2 separate regions of the Sparus aurata genome follow, and region 1 is linked to region 2. The links are chromatin contacts, called in public Hi-C maps. All regions are on one chromosome and are shown on one strand. The core of a region is the stretch at or near the end of the contact, and the rest is flanking DNA. Distances in the headings are between cores, read along the strand shown. Region 1 holds the start of polr2f (RNA polymerase II, I and III subunit F). Region 2 holds the start of ccdc134 (coiled-coil domain containing 134).

Region 1 (2,700 bases), core at 196-2,695, 130 kb before region 2:
TTTGGTTTCCTGATTAGGGAAAGAGAAGAAGATATGCTTTTGGAAGCCATGATGAAGAACAAAGGTGAGAAAATTACTTTTTAAAAGTTCCCACTGCCTTTTTCATACTGCTTGTGCCTTCTGCTGCCCATTTTTATGCTCTTCTCTGCTTTCAAAAACTCTCAAACGTTTTTCACAACAAGTAACTGTGACATCTCTCCTCAGAGTTACAGAAAGAAGAACTGAAGGAGCTCAAGAAGTCAAAAGGAAAGTTCAAGCCCACCAAAGTTTTGAAGATGCTGAATCACAGAGCAGAGAGCACCAAAGACTCCATGGACAAAAAGAGCTGAAATACTGTCATGACTGCAGAAAATCTCAAGGACAACAAACTCGCTTATCGTAATATCAGTCAGTTTCTTCATTTTGATGAAGAGCTGTTCACTAGCATAAACCAAATGATTAGATGATTAAATCTTTTTTTAAGTGCAAATAGTTCAGTCTTACCAATCCATTTTGTCTTCATGTTTACTTGCTTGCCCTGTCTCCCAACCTGTATTTATGTTTTTTAATGTTATTACATACTTGTATTAATTGAGGTATGCAATAAATATTTATTTTGCCAAGTTTTATGTCATTTCTAGAACTGTATATATAACGATTAAGCAACTCTTCTTTCAAACCGTTTTGAAAATGCTTGCTATCTGCTACAAAAAGTACATGGAAATTCACAACAAATTTGTAGTAATAAGCAAAACAAAAGTGCCATGAGATATGTAATTAATATGAACATTCCCAGGGCATAGAAGTCATTTCCATTATCAATTTCATTGTCTTTGCTCTAATATTATGGTTGTATCCCTACAAACACTGGAAAGTAGAACTTTGGGATCCTCAAAGAGCAGAGCACTTTATTCTGGCTAAAATCTTACAGTGTGCAATTGCTATCCATGATTCGTGCATCCTGAGTCTACTCTTGTTTTCAGAAAGATGGCAGCATTTTTAAAAAGACAATTAATTTAGGGTAAAAAAAAGTTGTGGGATAGTCTATACTTCAGGGATTACTGGTGAGTTTCTGCCATCACAAGTCTAATCGTTTAGATTTAATCACTTGTAAATTTAAAGCATTAAATGCATTAGCTATATTTTTTTTTAAAAAAAGGATGGCTTTTTAAATTCTAAACAATAACAAGGTTATGGAGAGTTACCTTCAACCATTCAGTACATTTAACAACTGTAAGCAAGTGTGTCACTATTTGGATTAAGCCGCATTAAGTGCGTAGGAAGGTGGACCAAGACGCTATCCACCAGTTGACTGGACAATGAAACTGACAAATTTGGCCTGACAATGTCTATTATCTTATTTATTGTTATTATATCAAATACGAACCCAATAGTTTGTTTTTTTCTACACCTTGCACCATAGCCTTGCACAGTACAAGCGGAACGAAAGACAAGCGTTCCTCTTGAGCATCCGGAATATTTTCCTGCGCACGAAGCCACCGGAAGTTGAAAGCTCTTGCCGTTCATGTGGGTTCATGTTGACAACAAAAAGTGTCTCTGAAAAATCGTACGAATAAGGATTCACATTACGAGCTTCGGAGTGAAACATGTCCGACAACGAAGATAAGTAAGTAACGACGCTTATGTTGTGTAACATATCATATTAAGCGGCCTATTTACTGTAACGTCAACTCAACACAACGTGGGCTAACGTTGACGTTACAGCTAACTAACATTTAGCGGGTTAGCCAGCAGAACTGTCCAATATACACCTGAATGTGTTTTCTTTGTGCTAACTGTTATCATATCAAATGTGTAGCTTCGACGATGGAGACTTTGATGACGCCGAAGAAGATGAGGGATTAGATGACCTGGAAAACGTAGAAGATGTAAGTTCACCAATTCCATATTAGATAAGTGGCTGGTGTAAGACCTACATTTAGCTTGTGTGTAACTTACTATGGCATTTGTTTTTTGCTTCGGACAACGCTTCTATAAGATTAAGCAATTTGTCCCGCCTTAGATGAGTCCAAACCTGTTTGCTCTGCTCTTGTGATCAGGAGGACCAGGAGAACGTGCAGATCCTGCCTGCAGGAGAGGGGCAGCAGGCCAACCAGAAGAGGATCACAACACCCTACATGACCAAATATGAGAGGGCCAGAGTGCTTGGGACACGAGCTCTACAGATAGCGTGAGTGTTTTCATGTGTTTGTGAACCAAGACACTTGTCTTGGTGGTGTGATCACAACGTCCTGTGTTCAGATCTGGCTTCTGACCATTTGACTCCTGTCTAGTCACTTGCTTACACTCTTTGCTGGTGTGTTTATTGTATTACAGTAATGTGTGATGGACGTGGAAGAACTGTGTGTGAGACTAATTTTTTTTAATTTCTTTTGCTTTTATTTGTTTGTTAATGTTTTGCCTACAATCGTGGGTACTAGTCTGACTAATAACTGCAAGTAAAGGATTTACTGATAAGGATAAGTAAGGATTTCTTGTTGCTCCCATCTGTTTGGTCTTATATTAATTTACTATTATTATCAACAGTTACTGTCAAAAATGCCTGATGTGTTTTTTTTTTCTGAAAGCACACATAAGTATCATAGTAAATAGACGACTATTAATACCTCCGAGCACATTATTCGTCTGAGTGGCACTAGTCAGTACGTTTAATATTATGAGTACCATAGGCCAAGCCAATTTGTTGTCAACTATTAAATG
Region 2 (2,700 bases), core at 101-2,600:
TTTATGTTTACATGTTGAGTTATGAAACTGTGGAGTAATAGAATATATTATAATAGAAAATATTATTATTATAATCTGGTTTTCTCCATGGACTCTGTAACAATTCTGTAATTCAAGCAAAGAAAGGCTACTGTTAAATTAAAATACTGGTTGTTTTTCTGGAATCCCTGTGAGTTCCAGTTGTTGTGAACAAAAGCGTGAAGGACACATTTGATGATATAAAAGCAGAAATCACTATGTTTCATGTATATGAAAGTATTTGACCTGGAAAGAACAGCAGTTATGTTTATCCCCAAACCTCAGCATCAGCACCTTCCCAAAGGTGTCAGTTAGAATGGGTTTGACAGTGACTTTGAGGTGGTCAGGGGAGGCAGCTGTTACGTATAAGCTTGGGCGATGTTAGCATTGGTGGCAAAAATGTGCAGAAAATCTGTGATCTTTTTTTTTTTTGTTGCATTTTTTCCCCTAAATAGTTCTTGCATAGTTTGGAGCTGTGCTTTGTTGCATACAGTGGTGATAGCCTTCTTTCTCAAAATATGTTTAACCCTGTACAAATCTGGGGCGCCGTTTAGCTCAGTTGGTAGAGCGGGTGTCCCATGTGCAGAGGCTTTGTCCTTGCTGCAGTGGACCCGGGTTCGACTCCCGGCCTGGGTCCCTTTGCTACGTGTCACTCCCCCTCTCTCTCACCCTGTTTCCTGTCACCTCTTCAACTGTACTATCAATAAAGCCATGAAAGGCCAAAAAAAAACTTTAAAAAAAAAACCCTGTACAAATCTCCCACTTTACCAGCACCAAAGCAACTCCAGGCCATCACATTGCCGCCACTTTGAGACTATAATCAAACCCACCCATACTACCCCAAGGATGGCCGATTTTATTGCTTTCTTGAATAGCATTACAGTTTTACATAATATATTACACAAAGGTTTTCTAATGATCAATTAGCCTTTCAACACGATTAACTTGGATTAGCTAACAGTGTGCCATTGGATCCTCTGCACACCTATGTATATTCCACCACAAATCAGGCAGTGTAACCCTAGGCCAGTTAAAGCTGTCATCAGAACATGAACAATGTAGGCTATACATTGGTATTGTATTTGTGGTCGATTTAATGTCACTCTAATTGTGAAAACAAACGCCTTTGTTTTCAGATAGATAGATAGATAGATAGATAGATAGATAGATAGAATTGTTTGCTTGTATGTGTGTTTGTTTTAATGTGGCTAGCAAAATGTCAGCACTGAAGCATCATTATCTCAGAGAAAGCACATGAAGGAAACGGAACGCAGCCCGTGCTCTGGTGGTGTGTCTCTTTAAGCCCTCCGTGCGGAAACAACATCCTCCTCCTCCGTGTTTGAGCGCCCGCTGGCTGTCATTTGTCCAAGACGAGCCAGCCGGTGCGATCGTGGCGCTGGCAGAGTGGAGGAGCGAGAGCCGCATGTAAATGAACACCTCCACCTTCGCGTTGCTGTTACCTGAGGATCGATCGGGACAAACTGACTGTCCCGTCACCCCCTCATCACCGAGCTGACCTCAGACGTCTTGTGTGGAGATAAAGAGGTTAAACTGGACTACTTTGGAGCAAAAGCTGTCGGATAATCGCTGCCGTGTGGCGCCGCCGTTTCTCGATACAACACGGTGAGTGATACGCGAGTTTCGTGGCTCCAGTGTCCAGCGCTTTATCGTCTTGATCTCCGGTGCTGGACGCCGGTTGACGGATCCGGCGGCGGGGCATATACAGCTGAGATGACAAGCGGAATCGATTTGTCGAGGAGCGACTTCAAATACTTGGTTAATTCCAAAAAGCACACCCCTGAGGAGACCTTATATGAATAAATGGGATGTAACAATGCGGAGTTGTTCTATATCACCAGTAGATGAGGTCTTACATCACAGTTTTATAGTTAACGCTTAATTATGGGCTGAAAATTGAGCAAATTGACTCATTATTGGCTGTAGACAGTCTCGCGGCTGAAGGGGACGCGGGTCAGGTAGAGTACATGCAATCAATTAGGCAATGTGTAATTTATGGTCCACATGACAATCTGACAATCTTTATCCAGACTGCCATCATCATCATCACCATTACGCATGTCCGTGGCCATGCCTCTGCATGAATGATAACCAAAGGAGAGCCTGGAAGATACAAGCAAAGCGAGAGAGGATGTGTCAGTCCTTGAACCTCAAACCTCCCACAGCAGGCTGCCAGCCTGAGGGGAATCTAGATCCAGTCCTGCTGCACATCCAGCTATCTGATAAGCATCTTGTGTGCTCCATCCTCTGAGGAGTCACTAACACCTCAAGGGCCAGTTTTACCTCTTGAAATGAATGTCACAGAGTTGGTTAGTTTACAGCGTGGACTGCTTCCCACCGTTGATTAAAGATATTTTTTTCTTGCTCTTTTCCACCGGGATTAAAGAAATTGCAGGTTGCTGGTGCGTGGAAGAATATCAAAACCATGTTTTTATACCACAGGGAATTCCAATGCAGAGTGGAGCTATCTTCAGGGGTCTAATATGATAAGATGTGGCAGCCTACTTATCTGACAAACCTGGAACCTGGATCTCTCACACAAGAAATCATACTTCAGCCTCTCTGCCATGGCAGATTGTTGTTGGCAGAGAGGAATAATCTCCTCTGGCCAAGAGATTTACGTGAGTTTACACGGCTCCAACAAGAACTACTCTGCCTTCAGAC

The links. A called contact is a pair of places that touch in the nucleus more often than the background predicts.
Region 1: a contact with region 2 is called in a Hi-C map of an unstated tissue, with 7 times the contacts expected there. The contact joins the promoter of polr2f here to the promoter of ccdc134 in region 2. A contact is called at or near these places in 2 of 2 Hi-C or Micro-C datasets (skeletal muscle and an unstated tissue).

What each region holds. Positions count from the first base shown.
Region 1 is chr23:8,462,576-8,465,275 of fSpaAur1.1, reverse strand. polr2f (RNA polymerase II, I and III subunit F) reads left to right here and starts at 1,445. Exons shown (of 5, transcript XM_030406424.1): 1 at 1,445-1,606; 2 at 1,799-1,868; 3 at 2,040-2,170. The coding sequence starts at 1,587. LOC115574809 (MICAL-like protein 1) reads left to right here. Exons shown (of 15, transcript XM_030406427.1): 14 at 18-64; 15 at 205-602. The coding sequence ends at 329.
Region 2 is chr23:8,330,143-8,332,842 of fSpaAur1.1, reverse strand. ccdc134 (coiled-coil domain containing 134) reads left to right here and starts at 1,350. Exons shown (of 7, transcript XM_030408999.1): 1 at 1,350-1,641. mei1 (meiotic double-stranded break formation protein 1) reads left to right here. Exons shown (of 33, transcript XM_030406716.1): 33 at 1-239.